Regions from separate parts of the Sus scrofa genome. Here region 2 is linked to region 1. The links are chromatin contacts, called in public HiChIP or PLAC-seq maps. All regions are on one chromosome and are shown on one strand. The core of a region is the stretch at or near the end of the contact, and the rest is flanking DNA. Distances in the headings are between cores, read along the strand shown. Region 1 overlaps THADA (thyroid adenoma-associated protein). Region 2 has its middle 170 kb from the start of ZFP36L2.

The links. HiChIP or PLAC-seq counts read pairs in DNA pulled down with a chosen protein or histone mark.
Region 2: an H3K27ac HiChIP or PLAC-seq map of skeletal muscle shows a contact between it and region 1. The contact joins two enhancer-like sites. A contact is called at or near these places in 3 of 47 Hi-C or Micro-C datasets (embryonic fibroblasts, epiblast stem cells and skeletal muscle) and 2 of 2 datasets of contacts at active chromatin or transcription factors (alveolar macrophages and skeletal muscle).

What each region holds. Positions count from the first base shown.
Region 1 is chr3:96,971,603-96,974,622 of Sscrofa11.1, forward strand. THADA (thyroid adenoma-associated protein) reads left to right here. Exons shown (of 40, transcript XM_021088406.1): 28 at 379-470. Among named protein-coding and RNA genes, the nearest start is that of THADA, 100 kb to the left of the region's middle. Within about 2 kb of position 1,444, at least 9 of the 83 cell types and tissues checked have an H3K27ac peak or open chromatin away from gene starts, as enhancers often do. A contact at or near this core is called in skeletal muscle, where this site is marked.
Region 2 is chr3:97,364,324-97,367,343 of Sscrofa11.1, forward strand. No RefSeq gene overlaps it. Among named protein-coding and RNA genes, the nearest start is that of ZFP36L2, 170 kb to the left of the region's middle. Within about 2 kb of position 1,463, at least 20 of the 83 cell types and tissues checked have an H3K27ac peak or open chromatin away from gene starts, as enhancers often do. A contact at or near this core is called in skeletal muscle, where this site is marked.

The DNA.
Region 1 (3,020 bases), core at 194-2,693:
ATGGAGAGAGCTGAGCTTTTTACTGGGGTATTATTCATCATCAGAAATGTTGTGGAAAAATTAACTTTTTTTTAAAGTGTTATTCGATGATATAAGCACAAAGAAATAAAACAGTTGGTGGTAATATTAGAAGTATGAAAAAAGCTGTGTTGTGTGGATGTGGTTAGACTATAGAGCTCAGTTTGAGAGGAAGTCATAGAGGGAATTACTACAAAGTTAGTGAAAATTGTCTTATTTTATGAATAGAGACCATATCTCCTTTAGCCCTCCACTAGGAAATTGGGTAATGATTTTGAATATCTAGTTTTAACATTGTAAATGTTGGTGTTATGCCATGAATATGTCTTAACCTTTATTGTATATACATTTTTACATTAGGTGAGAAATTCATCCACGCTTCTCTTCAGTACCTTGATCACAAGGATATTTGGAGTTAAAAAGGGAAAGGATGAACTTTCCAAAAAAAATAGGTAAGCTTCATCTAATGCTAACTTCCCTTTTTACAAAATATTGTCGTGGCCAAAAATAATTTTTGGAATTTCACTTACTTTTATAGATTCCTCTAGAGTATATAACTATAAAAACACTATAGTAAATTAATCTATGCTGCCAAGTTCTAAACCCTTGGGTAAAAATATCTACTGTTTAAATAAGTGGACCTTTCAGAGCAACAAAAATATAGCAAGGTAGCAAGGACTTGAAATGTAGAGCTCGTTTCCCAGTGCAACAGCTAAAGTTTTGTTGATTTGCATCTTCTTCGAGTATTCCCGAGATGTCTTAAATTGCTTTTTCTTGATATGTCATCAAGTACTGGCTCGTGCCATATTGTTGCTTTTATAGTAACTGGAAGTTTAAATGTTTATGATGTGCTCATCAGAACACGCCCCAGATTACATTGCATTAAGCTCTCACCAAGGTGAGCAGTTGCAAATGTTGGCCACACGGGATAAACAGTGCTTGTTTACTTTTAGGTCTTTGTTGTGTTTGTTCCCTAAGAGGTTTTTCTGTTAAGGTTTTTTTTTTTAAATGTCTGGAAAAAAACTTACTGAAACACTTTGATTATGAGGAATTTTTAGATACAATGCATAAGTTCTGTTTGGTGGTTTTTAAAGAGAAGCTTTGAATAGTTTCTTTAGTACTTAGGCTGGTTTTAATGGTAGTCTAGTGGCTTGCATGAGTTAACACTAGATGTCACTGTCGCTGCATGCTTAATTACTTTTAACTTCAGGATCTGATTTGGCCCAGTGGTCTTCCTCTGGATGAACTAGAGATAAATCAAGCTCCATTCCTCTCCTACCTAAAAAAGTGGATGATCGCACTTTTAATTTCAGTTTTAATCTGTTGTTTATTAAAATATGTATTCTTGGCAGTTCCTGTTGTGGTTCAGCAGTAATGAATCCAACCGATAACCATGAAGATGCTGGTTTGATCCTTGGCCTCACTTAGTGGGTTAAGGATCTGGCATTGCCATGAGCTGTGGTGGAGGTCACAGACGCAGCTTGGATCTGGCATGGCTGTGGCTGTGGTGTAAGCCAGCAGTCGCAGCTCTGATTCAACCCCTACCCTGGGATCTTCCATGCGCCACATTTGCAGCCCTAAAAAGCATATATATATATATATATATATATTCTTATGATGGAACTAGGTCTTAGGAATTAGAAAATATCATGAAATAATTTTGTAATACACTATAAGTAATTCTGGTGAAACCTTCTGGTAGTTCTGAATTGTCATTTAAATTGCTACATATCACCCTATAAAATTCAATAAATATTTAAATGGAAAGCAGTTGGCTATAAATGTGTGAATCCCTTGAGTATATTAAGGAAAGGCTAGAGAAGTTTTTTTTTTTTTCAGCTGAGTTGTATTTTTCATAACGATCACATTATTCCTTTGAAAGGATGATTAGTAAAAAGATGATTTTTACTATTTAGCTGATTCCTAAATAAATTCTTCCTGTCACTAGGTTGAAATCGCTGATATGTGTTTCTTTTTAGGTTTGTTTATTTTGTTAATAATTCAGTTGTGCTAAGGTTTAAAACAGTTTGGTCATATTATAATGTAAGGCCATGATAAGTAGTGTAAATAAAATACGGTATGAGGTTTATCAAGCAAGTGAAATTGATGTTTAAAGCTGAATTCAAAAAATGAAGAAATGCTTTTTTTCTCTTTTACTTTTTATGAAGAGAATGATTCTTGGATGTGTATACAAGTTTTACTATGTACAGGAGAAAATGATCAGATTCATTTTGCATAGGTTACATCTGAAACAGGGTGGAAGAGTAGCACATAAAAGCACATAGTCCTAGTCTCTTTGCCACAGCATGCTTATGGCAACCCCATTATAACTTCATTCCTCTCAAATAAGGAAGGTTACAAAATATATAGCTTTCCTAGAAAGAGGGAAATGGAATAGTCACGTAATTGTTTTGAGTAAAAGCTAAAAAGTGAAATGAAGGCATTAAGAAGTTAATTTTTTAATGTGATGAGCATCTTTGGTAAGAGTTTTTATTTCAGTAATCTGAAGGTTGGTATATCTCATTACATAGACAATGCTTTTATTCTCTGTTTAATCCTTAAAGGGTATATTTCTTGGCAGCATCCACTGGATTTGCTTTGCGAAACTTTGAGTGTCTTACACTTGCCATTATTTGTTATGGTTCTTTTAGCTGTAGTTTATTTAATTATGCCACTTTTGGTCAAAATGTTTATATACCTGTCCCCTACAATATTAACTCCCTGAGGGTGGAGCCTTTTCCTTCTAGTCTGTGTATATATGGTGGGCACTGTAAGAATGCTAGTGATAATGATGCCTTGTTGACTGGTTCCTCAACCACTGAATAACTAAACTCAGCTGATGACACCGCCTAGGTCAGTGGAGTCTACGTTCACAGCCACAGATGGTTCTGCACACAGTCTTGCAAATATGTGCTCTTGATCAGAAGGGAACTAGACATAAAAAGAACATCTGCCTTTCCCATCTAGTGGGGGAGAAAAAGGTCTATCTTGGAGTAAACAGA
Region 2 (3,020 bases), core at 213-2,712, 390 kb after region 1:
TTTGTTTCTCTCCTCGGCGACTCTGTTGCTATAGCTACAGCCACATCACCCAGCCATCCTTCCTGAGGGGAAGCTGGGCAGGAATTTTTGTGCTTTAAAAAGTTGTTATTGTCTGAGGGGAAGCAGACCAAAAAAAAAAGAAAGAAAGAAAAGAAAAAAGGGGTGTTTTATCTGCAGACTGGAACTGGCTTTTCCTCCCAAACTAATGGAGTTCCCAAGGAAGGAATTCGTGGGGCACTTGGGTCCAGAGGAAGGACAAGGGCCTGGAATGCCTGTCCCTCTCGTGTATAGACTGGCAGCTCTCTCGATGCCCTCAGGCTGGCTTCCTTGACTGCCTCTGCCATCTGACTAGAGTGTGAGGACCCAGAGGCCCTGCCCCACCCCCAGGTCTGAGCCGGCCCTGGGAGCCCAAGGAGGGCCCTGGATGGGTGTTGCAGAGCCCAGTGTTTCTTGCGGCCAGCTGCTCAAGAGTCACTTCTGTGGCTCTCTTCTCAGTCATCGCTACCCCATCCCCTCCCATGCTCCAGACCACTCCCCCCCCCCCAAGGTTCTGGGGCCTGGGACTTGGAGATCCACTGCAATTTCCTCAGCCTGGCGCTGTGGCCACCCCTCCAGCCGAAGGCACAGAGGTGGAAGCAGCCCAGTGCGCCCAGCTCCCTTCCCAACCCACATGCACACTGGGCTGCTTCCACCTCTGTGCCTTTGCTCACGCTGTTCCCGGGCCTGGAGCGCCCTCGCTTCTCTCCACTTAGCATCCTTCCCGACCCAGGACTAGTCGCACCTCCCAGCCGCCTGGCCCAAGTGCCCACCCGACACTGGCCTCTCCTCCGCCCCCTGCTGTCCCTCCAAGACCAGGTGCTGTCACTTTGTGGTGACCAACATCTCCACACAGACACACGGCTGGGTGATGGATGAGGCTGCAGCGGCTCCCTTCCCTGCTGCGGCCGTGGTCAGGAGATCGCCCCTTGAAGAAGCCTGATATTTTCCAGGAATTTCCTGAGGGGAGGGGACCAAGCACTCTGGAATGAGAGCCAGCTGTGGGGTTGAGGCCTGGGGTCGGGGGTAGGGTGGGCTCTGGGCTTCCTGGCTGAGTCAGCGACCCTCCCCGGGAAATTTATGGGCTGAGTCAGGGTGGGGGAAGCAGGGGTGGGGGTGGGGAAGGGGGTGGGGGTGACTTCTAGGAAGTCTGTCAAGGGGAGGGCAGCCGGGCTGACTGGAAGTGAGACTGGCCGAGTCGGCGCAGACCTCGTCTCCCCTCCAGCTCTGCTTCTCCTGCCTGGAGCCAGTAAAGGCAGCAGCCAAGAGTTGGGGGAATGCAAGGCTGCAGAAGCAGGAAGCCTCTGGCAGGGGCCATGAAGACAGGAGGCATGGCTGGTGGCTGGCAGGGAGTGGACCAGGGCAGGCTTACGGCTAAGTTGGGGCTGAGGAGAGCTGCTGGCCCTGGCGCCCCAGCCTGAGAGCCACCCGTGCTCCCTTCCCTCCCTGCCAGATGCCTTTCCCAGCAGGCCTGGCCTGCACTGAAACACAGACCTGGCTTCTGATCTCCCTTCTGCTGTGGACCTGCTGGGCGACAACGGGCTCAGGGCCGCCTCCTCTCAGCCTCCAGTCCTCAGTTGGGCAAGACGGCCTGGCTCCTCCGAGCCCTGATATGGGGCTACTCAGCTACAGCCAGGGTGTCCGGTCCATTGGCAGTGGCTTGGAAAACAAGACTCGGCAAAAACAAGCCCAGGAGAGCTGCCCTCTGAGGCCCACTGCAGGGCTCGGCCTTGAAGGGAGATAGGGCTGGGGTAGGGGGGCCATCAGGGGAGGCTGAGCCTGGTCACCGTCGCCTCCAGGTTGGAAGAGCTGTGTGAGGTGAGGGGCGGGGCGCATCATCACACACGGGTCCCCAGCCTCACGCTCCAGAGTCCTAGCAAAGACCTGTTTCTGCCCACATCACCCGGAATGGGGCCTGGGGTCCCACAGAAAGATGAGTCCTGATCTAAGCTCCCAGGAGGAGCTGTCTCTTGCTAAGAGGGCATGGTGGAAGGGTCCCCTGGGGGGTAGAGGCCCAGCTTTCCCATGTCATTCATGCACAGCTGTTGCATCACCACATCTGTTGCAGAATCATCCCACAGCAGATTCCAGTGTGGTCCTGGGGCTCCGCAGGCCCTGGTCTCAGCATGTTGGAGGGGCCCCCGGATTGCTGTTTCTCAATCTGGCTCACAGCTCAAAGTCTTCATGCTGGGGAGGAGTCCCTGTAAGGACAGTACATTACACAAACCCCAAATTAGGATGTGAGATCTGAAGAATCTGGGGGATGTGTGATACTTTGTAAAGGTATCCATAAGGAGTCTCAATTTGCATGTGACGAATGAGCCGCTCTTCGTGTTGGACCAGCCAAGATGAGATCAAATCTGAACAGGAGCGTCCTGAGCACATGCGGGGGTCAGTGGCAGAGCCTCCATCACCACCCACCTCATGCCCTGGCTGCTCTGTGGGGCAGCGACAGCAGGTAGAAGGCTGTGGAAATTACTTGGGCAAGAGATGCCAGAGCAGACATGGGGCAAGGTGATTGGGTTCTGGAATAAGTTGGAATCCAGCTGATGGGATTCTTGGACTGACTATGGGGTCTCAAGAAAAGACTCAAGGTCAAGTCCAAGGTTTTGGCCGGAGCAACTGAAGGGATGAAGTTGCCATTAACTGAGATAGAGAATGATTTTCGTTGAGCTTTAATAAATGGCTTTTGTGGTCAAAAGTCCAGAAATCAGGATGGCTGGAGCTAAGCAGGGCATCTGTGGGGGCCCTACCACCCACAGGGATCTCTGTCTCATCACACCACCCACCACAGTCCTGAGGGTCCCAAGAGGCCCTGGTGGAGAAAGAAGGAGGCCTACCAGTCTGCCTCTGGTGGAAGAGGGGTAGCAGCTGAAGGGGTTGGCCTACCCGAGTCGTCTGAGCTGACACAGGGGACCTGGGCCCAGGCAGAGGGTGGCATTAGAACAGGAGGGGTGGTGTGTGGGCCTCTGTCTGCAGAGACC